Regions from separate parts of the Anas platyrhynchos genome. Here region 1 is linked to region 2. Evidence: chromatin contacts called from public Hi-C data. All regions are on one chromosome and are shown on one strand. Each heading gives the region's core, a stretch centred on a gene start, on an enhancer-like site or on the middle of the called end of the contact. The rest is flanking DNA. Distances are from core to core; before and after follow the strand shown. Region 1 holds the start of SIK2 (salt inducible kinase 2). Region 2 overlaps LOC119713715.

What was found. Hi-C and Micro-C count contacts between places; a contact is called where the count stands out from the background.
Region 1: a contact with region 2 is called in a Hi-C map of liver, with 7 times the contacts expected there. The contact joins the promoter of SIK2 here to the enhancer-like site in region 2. A contact is called at or near these places in 6 of 8 Hi-C or Micro-C datasets (F5 follicle, liver, skeletal muscle and 2 more).

Annotation. Positions count from the first base shown.
Region 1 is chr25:6,069,929-6,073,686 of IASCAAS_PekinDuck_T2T, forward strand. SIK2 (salt inducible kinase 2) reads right to left here and starts at 1,588. Exons shown (of 14, transcript XM_027444227.3): 1 at 1,343-1,588. The coding sequence starts at 1,513. LOC119713715 reads left to right here. Exons shown (of 40, transcript XM_072027742.1): 40 at 3,367-3,495.
Region 2 is chr25:6,004,491-6,008,340 of IASCAAS_PekinDuck_T2T, forward strand. All of the region lies in intron 33 of LOC119713715, which reads left to right. Among named protein-coding and RNA genes, the nearest start is that of SIK2, 65 kb to the right of the region's middle. Within about 2 kb of position 2,096, at least 1 of the 8 cell types and tissues checked has an H3K27ac peak or open chromatin away from gene starts, as enhancers often do.

The sequences.
Region 1 (3,758 bases), core at 338-2,837, 65 kb after region 2:
CTCTGCACACAGATGAACTGAAAAGTTAGCAACTCAAGAAACATAAACTACAGCTTAGAACAAGCCTGGAATAGGAACAGTCTTCCACCAAAAACAGCATTAGCAGGATTTGTACTTTCCTACGTGTGCAGTCAGCTAACACTAAATTAAGTGAGGTTGGCCCAACCTTGAAGCACTTATTTGAAGTAGTTCTTGGCTGGAATAAGTTTCCCCTGACATCACCAGAAGTGCTCTTGATAGGGTTCCTCTTCCTCAAAGACCGTGTGAATACTTCCAGCAACTACCTCGGCTAAGCTCCAGGCAACGCGCTTGCACCTCCGGCTGCAGAAAGTCAACGAAGCTGTACTGAGGAATGGAAGACCTGGATGCAGACCCCTAACACGGGCAAACCTGCTGTGAAAATGGTGCAGAAAAAGCTGCAGACCAGAGCCTTGGCTCCTCAATAAGGGAAAGCTGGTTGACAACACTCAAGCTCGCACTGATCAGGATGCACGGGAATTCAGCGGTCTGTTAAGGTGCAGGTGGGGAAGCCAAGCTGGACTGGGGAGCTGTTAATCGCCAACAAGCAGATGTTCTAAAACGACAACTCAGACTCGGGATTGAAGTTTCTATGCCCATCGCACAGCCTGCCCGGGGGCCGCAGAGTAAACAGCCACCCCCAGCCTGCAAGCCAAGCCCTTGGAAGTTGGGCATGTGGCAGCCAACTCGGCACGGAGCGCCCCAACGCCGCCAGGTCTTTGCTCAACTCCCGAGGAAGGATTTAGGGGCGATTACCGCGGCGTTGGGCAAGCGGAGGAACGAGAAACTCAATATTTGGGATGCGAGGCTCGGCCGCCGCGGCAGGGCGAGAACAACGTGTTTGTTTTTGTTAGAAGTCCAAACCAGGGGCGTTTTTTTATCGCTGCGAGGAGTGAGCTTACCACCTCAGCGCCCGGTAACCGGCTCCTTGCGGGTGTTTTCCCATTACTGACCTCAAAAAAACGGGATTTGGGGGTTTTGTTTGCTCCCCAACCCCTTCCCCCCGGTGCAGGGCACTGCGGGCAGCCCTTCCCAGCACAGCACCGGGGCCGGGGGGCGACCCCAGCCGCTGCCTCGCCTGTCCCCCCCCGGGCTCCGGGGGTCGCACAACGGCACCGGAGGGGACCGAGCCCCACGGGGGGCACCGAGCCCGGGGGGCACCGAGCCCGGGACCACCCGGAGCCCCCTCCCCAGGCCGCGGGGCTGCAGGCCGCGGGGGATACGGCTGCGACCCGTCCCCGTGGGGCACCGTGAGGGGACCGGGACCACCGGGGGGGACACCGAGAGGGGCACCGGGGGGACACCGGGGGGGGTCTCCGCTCACCTCGCTGCGCGTGATGCGGTGCCTCGCCAGCTTGACCACGGCGAAGTTGCCTTTGCCCAGCGTGCCCTCGATGTCGTAGAAGCCCACTCGGACTGCCCCGGCCCCGGCCCCGGCCCCGCGGGGCAGCGGCAGCAGCGCAGGGGGCGGCCGCCGGGGCTCGGCCATCACCATGCTGGGAGCGGCGGCGGCGGCGGCTCCGGCCCGGCTCCGGCTGCGGCCCCGCGGCCCCGCCCCGCCCGGGCCCGCCCCCCTCAACCCCCGGCCCCGCTCCCGCCCCTCTCGTCACGGCCCGCGTCAGCCCGGGCGCGGCGTCGCCGTGGCAACCGGGGCCAAAATGGCGCCGGGGGGGGGAACAGGAGGGGATAAGGGGGAATGGGGGAATTTGGCCTCATGTGGGGGCCCTCCTGCAACGTGCCTCGCCGTGGTATCGCTGCTGTGTGAAAGCACCGTGGGGTTGCCGCCCCGCTCAGCCCCCACATGAAGCCCTGGTGGGGACTGAGGGGGGTTAGTCAGCCATCCACCCTTCCTGGTGGTGATGGATGGGGACGTGAGCAAGCTCCCCGTAATCAAGCTCCCCGTAATCAAGCTCCCCGTAATCCTGCGTGCACCAAGCATTATGCAAGCCCGGGCTGCTGCTTGTGAAACTTCTCTCCTGCTCACCTACCTGACAACGCCTCGTGGCGGTTCCAGAAACCCCAGCCACCAGCCACTCAGTCATGCTAGCACCATGAAGCTCACGATGCTAAAAGTAGCTTTTTTATTCTAAATCTCTACATCGTGCTGCTCTGTACCACCGAAAGAAGGACAAAATATTGCCTGGTTCCTGTTCGCACTCACATATCTATACAAAATCTTACTAGTCAAAAGTTAACTTTATTGCCGCCCGCTCTAATCCATGTAAAACTTGACAACGTTGGCCCAATATCAATTATAAAATATTTTTCATTTGCAACAGAAAACTTTGTTTGCAGAAACTTTCTCATGCCACACAGCGTAATGTCATTTCTGGCCCAAAAAGTCGGGTTGCAAAAGCGTTTCTTCATGCTGCTGCTGGAGGAACGGCAGTCACAAAACCACTCTTTGTCCAGAGCCACTAATGGCTTTTGCTGTGCTTCAAAGAAGGTAATTCAAGTGCTCCTCGGAACAAAATATTTTTTTTCTTGGACAAAATAAGAGGAGCACGTCCAGGCAATTTTCAACAGCCGACTGACAGCAACTGTTAAGCACATTTGCCCTCTAGTGGCTGCTGCTTCTGCCACATAACACTGCAGCTACGGTGCTCTGCTAATACCAGATGTCAAAGATCAGAAAATTACCTTTTCCTCACCCAGGTATCGCATTAGAACAAAAGCACTGCAGATGGATAAGTGAAGGAACGCACACTTCACTGCCCAGTAACATTTTATAGTATGAGGGGAAACAAAACGATAAAGGTTTGAGATAAATCTCCAGGGTGGATTAGGCACATAACCCAACACTACCCTTCAAAGTTAAGTTTAAATTCTCTTAGCTGGTTTATCCTTGGTGTGATTTTAGGAGTGGATTTCAGCAGTGTGAATGGGAGTTTAATAGAACAGATTTCAACAGAGAAGCAGTTTCTTTGTATATCCTACTAAGGCTGTTTCATGGGAGATTTTCCTTTTATCAGGATTGAAGTTGTAAATGCAACTCACATTCTTGCAGACCCAACACTAGCAAGCACTCAATGCCAAAGAAATGATACCACCTATCTGTATTTCTACAGGCAGATGCTTTTAATTTCTGGTTTTCCTTTGTGCACAAGGTTACGTGCCTAACAGAGGTTAGAGTGGCCTGTGGTATACGGAAACAAAGCCAGGTTAAGAACCAGCACTGCCATCAATAACTAAAGTGGTGGATTAGATGCATGCATTCTTACTTTCTCCTAATTCCAGTTCAGTCACTGGGTGGCATCACTTCTGGCAGAGTCTGTAACCTTGGGCCACCTTTCCGATCTGTAAAATGGGGATAAGACACAACACTAAAGTAATCCATTTTCTCCCTAGGGCCAAACTGGTACAAGACATCGTTCATCAGCAATGAAACTCCAGTGTGTTAGAACGCTGAATAACCTCCACAGTGACTCAGTGGAAAAGCCATTTCTTGGTGCTTAAAATAAGCATAAGAATGCTTCACCATCAGTAAGACATGTTCCAGGCAAACAAACTGCTGCGAGAATGTCATGTGCATGTTGAAGAATTTATAAGAAGAGAAATCAAGGAGACAGACTTCTCTGGTAAGTTACAAGTGCTGGAGTATCCAGCAGCTGATCTTTAAAGCGTTCTTGTTTTGTATTTTAATTTCAGTGTCAATTTTCCTTGGTACCAATAGCAGGCTGTGTAGGGGATTAAGCCACTGACAATAATAAGAGTTGTATTCAAGGAACTGCAGTTTATTA
Region 2 (3,850 bases), core at 846-3,345:
AGCTGCAAACTGCTCCAAGGGCAGGCAGCCACAGAAGCTGCTGACATCCAGCTAGGGCCCTGCCACATCAGAAGAGGGCACTCCTGCACTTCAACATGATGCTGAGCTGGTTCAAAGCAAATTTACTGTTTTTTTTTGAAAGGAAATCCAAAAGGACAACGCATCTCCACAGAGGTGATGCTTAAACTTTCCTTGGCTGGGGGCTTTTTTCTTGTTCAAAGCTTTCTGTCTTCTTTCCATAGGAAGATGATGTGAAATACTGTGCTGCCAGAGCTGTGGGGCTGTGTCTGGGCGAAGAAGTAGGGGCGAAGGCTGCATGGCACTGCCAGCACACAGGACGTTTCTGTAAGGCAGGGTGAGGATATTTGGTTCCAGAGCAGGCTGTGTCCCCTCTGAGGGATATTGAAGGGACAGGAACAAAATTTGGCACCTGCAACAGTGACAATCAGCTTCAAATGCTAATTGCCCTTCTTGCCCCTTACTTTCTTGCCTTGTCTCTAGTGAACCTGGTGCTTCTTTGCTGAGGCCCAGCTGGTAAAAGCTCTTTCCTTTTTCCCTGGACTAAGTTCAGAAGTAAGGACCGGCTTGGTATTCGAGCCTAGCTCACATCCCACAGGAGGTATCGACCTGTAGGTTGTGCGTTTGTTTTGTTGCACTGCAACCTGGGCTCTGCTCGGTGCTGCTGCGTGCAAGAAACCAAAGGTGGAAGCATCAGGGACAGCCATCAGTGTCCTCAGCTTCTCACCTTGCTTCAGGACAGGCTGTGTGGTTGGCTTTCCCTGGGAGGAGACTTTGGAGCTTGTTTTCCACAGCCCACCCTGCCCCTGCTTCCCAGGAACATGCTCAGGGGACATTCAGGAGCTTTCCAGCAGCTTTATGCAACGCCGTCTGAATCACACGATAAGCAAGTTCAAACCCTATTATTAGACTTTGGAAAATGCTGCCTTAGAGACAGGTTTGCTTATAAATACCCATTATTTTCTCACCGGCTCTTTGCTAGGGAAGCTGGCAAGAAAAAGGAGAGCTTGGCTTCTCCGGAGTCTGCCTGCCCCTGCTGTTGTTGCTCCTTCCTACCTGAGCTCGTCCTCCTCCCTGTTCCAGCCTCCCAGGCTCTGTCTGTGCTGAGGGGAGCTCGTACCCCAAAGTGGGATCCAAGCTGGGTTTCAGGGCTGTGCGGCAGGGCTGGGTTTGCTGGTGGGATGCTCAGGTCACGTTGCTAGGGGTGCAGGAGGGCTCGTGGCTGGAGCTGGCTCCTTCCCTCTGCATTCTTGGGCTCGTCTCCCTCGGGTCAGTGCTTCAGGACTGAAATCTGCCATCGGTGGAGAAGTTTGGAGCATGTGTGTGAGTGTGGGAGATGGAGGTGCTGTGAATGGGCAGGGAGTGAGGAAATTCTTGATGCTGCCACACCGTGTCGAGAGCTTTCCTGCTCAGGGACTGCCGATCATCCCTTTACTTCCTTGCACAAGAGATGCGAAGCAGACCCAGGGCCTTCTGGCAAAGCGAGGCTCTCTATTCCTACAGCAACCCAGGAAACTGTCCTGCCTAATTGGGATTATTTCTGGATCACAGTTTCCCTGGAGAGTTTACGCACATTGACAGGCAATCCGTGTCGGTAAGGAAAATGAATGATTAATTGCTTCCTTTCAGTTAGGCTCCCTGTCCTCTATCTTGTAGAATTTGCTGACGAACTCATTCTTTCTGGTGGTCCAAAACAAACATTTAGCCTTTTACAGGGCTGCTGCAGGATCCAAGGCTGTCCTGGTCTTTCCCAGCAAGAGCAGGCCTGGAGGTGGGAGCCCCTGGGCAGGAAGAAGTACAGTCCTCATCCACTTTTGGGGCCATTTCTTGGGGTGCTGTAGGCAGGGATGTGGGCAATCGGATTTCTACATTGTGTGAGAACGGGGAGAGCAAGGCAGAGCTGCTAGCTGGAGGGCTTTTCATTTATTTACTTCTTTTTTCTTTTCTTTTTTTTTTTTTTTTGACATCATGGAAACTCCCTGGGATTTTGGCCACAGCCTATATTTCATAGTACTTGGGCAGGGAGGTATTTTCTTCTGAACACAGGCAAAGAAAAGAAGACAAGGTGTGTGCCAGTGGGCTGAGCGTTAATAGGGCTGCCTCTTAAATGTCAGCTGTGGTCTGACATGCCTGCTGCATGTATGATTTACGGGAATAGCAGCATGTGTGTGTCTGAGCTTTCAGTGTCAGAGCAGCTCTGATGTCTGTGAGAGTGGGATGGCACTGGAGCTGTGTTACAACCCCAAAAAGCCACCTTTTTACTCTGTTTCTCTGACAGTCACCCCATAGGGCACTCCAGTTACACCAGTAAAAGGCTGTGCATTTCAGTGTAGCTTGCTGGTGGGCTCACAGATGCGTTTCTGTGGGCTTTGTACCTAGCAGAGGGCTGATGAAAATCGCTGATGTGTGTTTGTGCTTGGTCTTCACACCCCAAATAGCTTTGGGCAGTTCTCCATCAGCTGGCTGAGATGGTGGTGGTGCTCGGGCAGTAACTACTGCTGTGGGAAGCTGGTGCAGGCAAAAACGGAGTGGTTGAACCTCCTGAAGCAAGGAACTCCTTGCAGAAGAAGGCAGACCAGTGGCCAGCATCTTGCTGGAGGAGCTGGGTTCAGCTCAGCTGGGGCACTTGCAGCTTCTGGCCATCTGCTCAAATCCTGCAGCCACCCTTGCTGGCTGGGGCAGCGAGGTGTGCAGGGAACCCAGCCCTCTTAACCCTGATGAATTGCATGAATGTTTTACCCTTTAGAAGTTGCAGACAGTCTTTGGGATGCTTTTGGTCATGAGCAGAGCCCTTGAGCAGCTCAGACCTCCAGCAGCACCTTCCAAAAATGTGCATTACAAAAGGCCTTGCAGCATTTAGTCAGCCCGCTGTGCCTGCTGGCTTGTGAGGGCACCTCCTCTGTGCCAGATCCGCCTCCAGCAACAGGGAGAATGCACCGACATTTCCCAGTCAACCAGTCAATATTTGTTCTTCCACACAAGCTGTTAAAACGCTGCTGCTCTCTTGTTTTGGTGTTTGTTTCTCCTGTCTTGCTGGAATACTGCCCCAGAGTCTCCCACGTTGGCAGCCTGTTCGTGTAGCAGTGACACGTGGGCGTTCGTGGGAGGCGAGGCTGGGGGAGCTCCCAGCGGCTGCCAGGTCACGTTGTCATTTTCCGTCGTGTAAGGAGAGTGTCTCAGCCCATCTGCTTCAAGAAAGGCTGGAGTTTGGGAAGAGAAAGCCACAGGAGCATTTATTCAGCCCTAAGGTGAAGTCTTGGTTCCAGTAAGATTCATGCGAAGACTCCTCGTGTCTCTCATGAGTTTCTTTGCACCCTGTGTTCCCAGGATAAGGGCATCCCAGCCTCCTGGGGCCATCATCACCTCCCCAGGTTCCCGTCTGCCTTTCTGTGCTCCATCCCTGCGTCCTACGCCTGCAGTCCTGGTGTTCCCTGTGCCTCCAGGGAAGCACCCTATAACAGTAAGTGGACGTGCAAGAAAAAGTGAGACGGCATCTGGAGAAAACGTGGGTTCAGCCGGCGTCAGGGGCACCCGGCAGCCCAGTAACCTCTGCCCTTTGGTTCCAGGGATGCTGGAATGTGAGCGGCTCGCACCCCAGGGCGCAGTTTGCTGAGACAGAAGGGTCAGGGTGGATCAGGACCGGGCAGCTCGGCACGTGTACAACGGGGGCACTTCTGGCTGCGTTGCTCTGTCCTCTGCATGTGCTGGGCTCTGGTGAGGACAATCCATGCCTGCATTACGTACTTGCAGCATAAAGGCATCAATGATGCTCTCTAGCAATAGCTTTTGGGGAATCCTGATAGAAAACCTTGCCCAAAGCCCAGTCCTCATT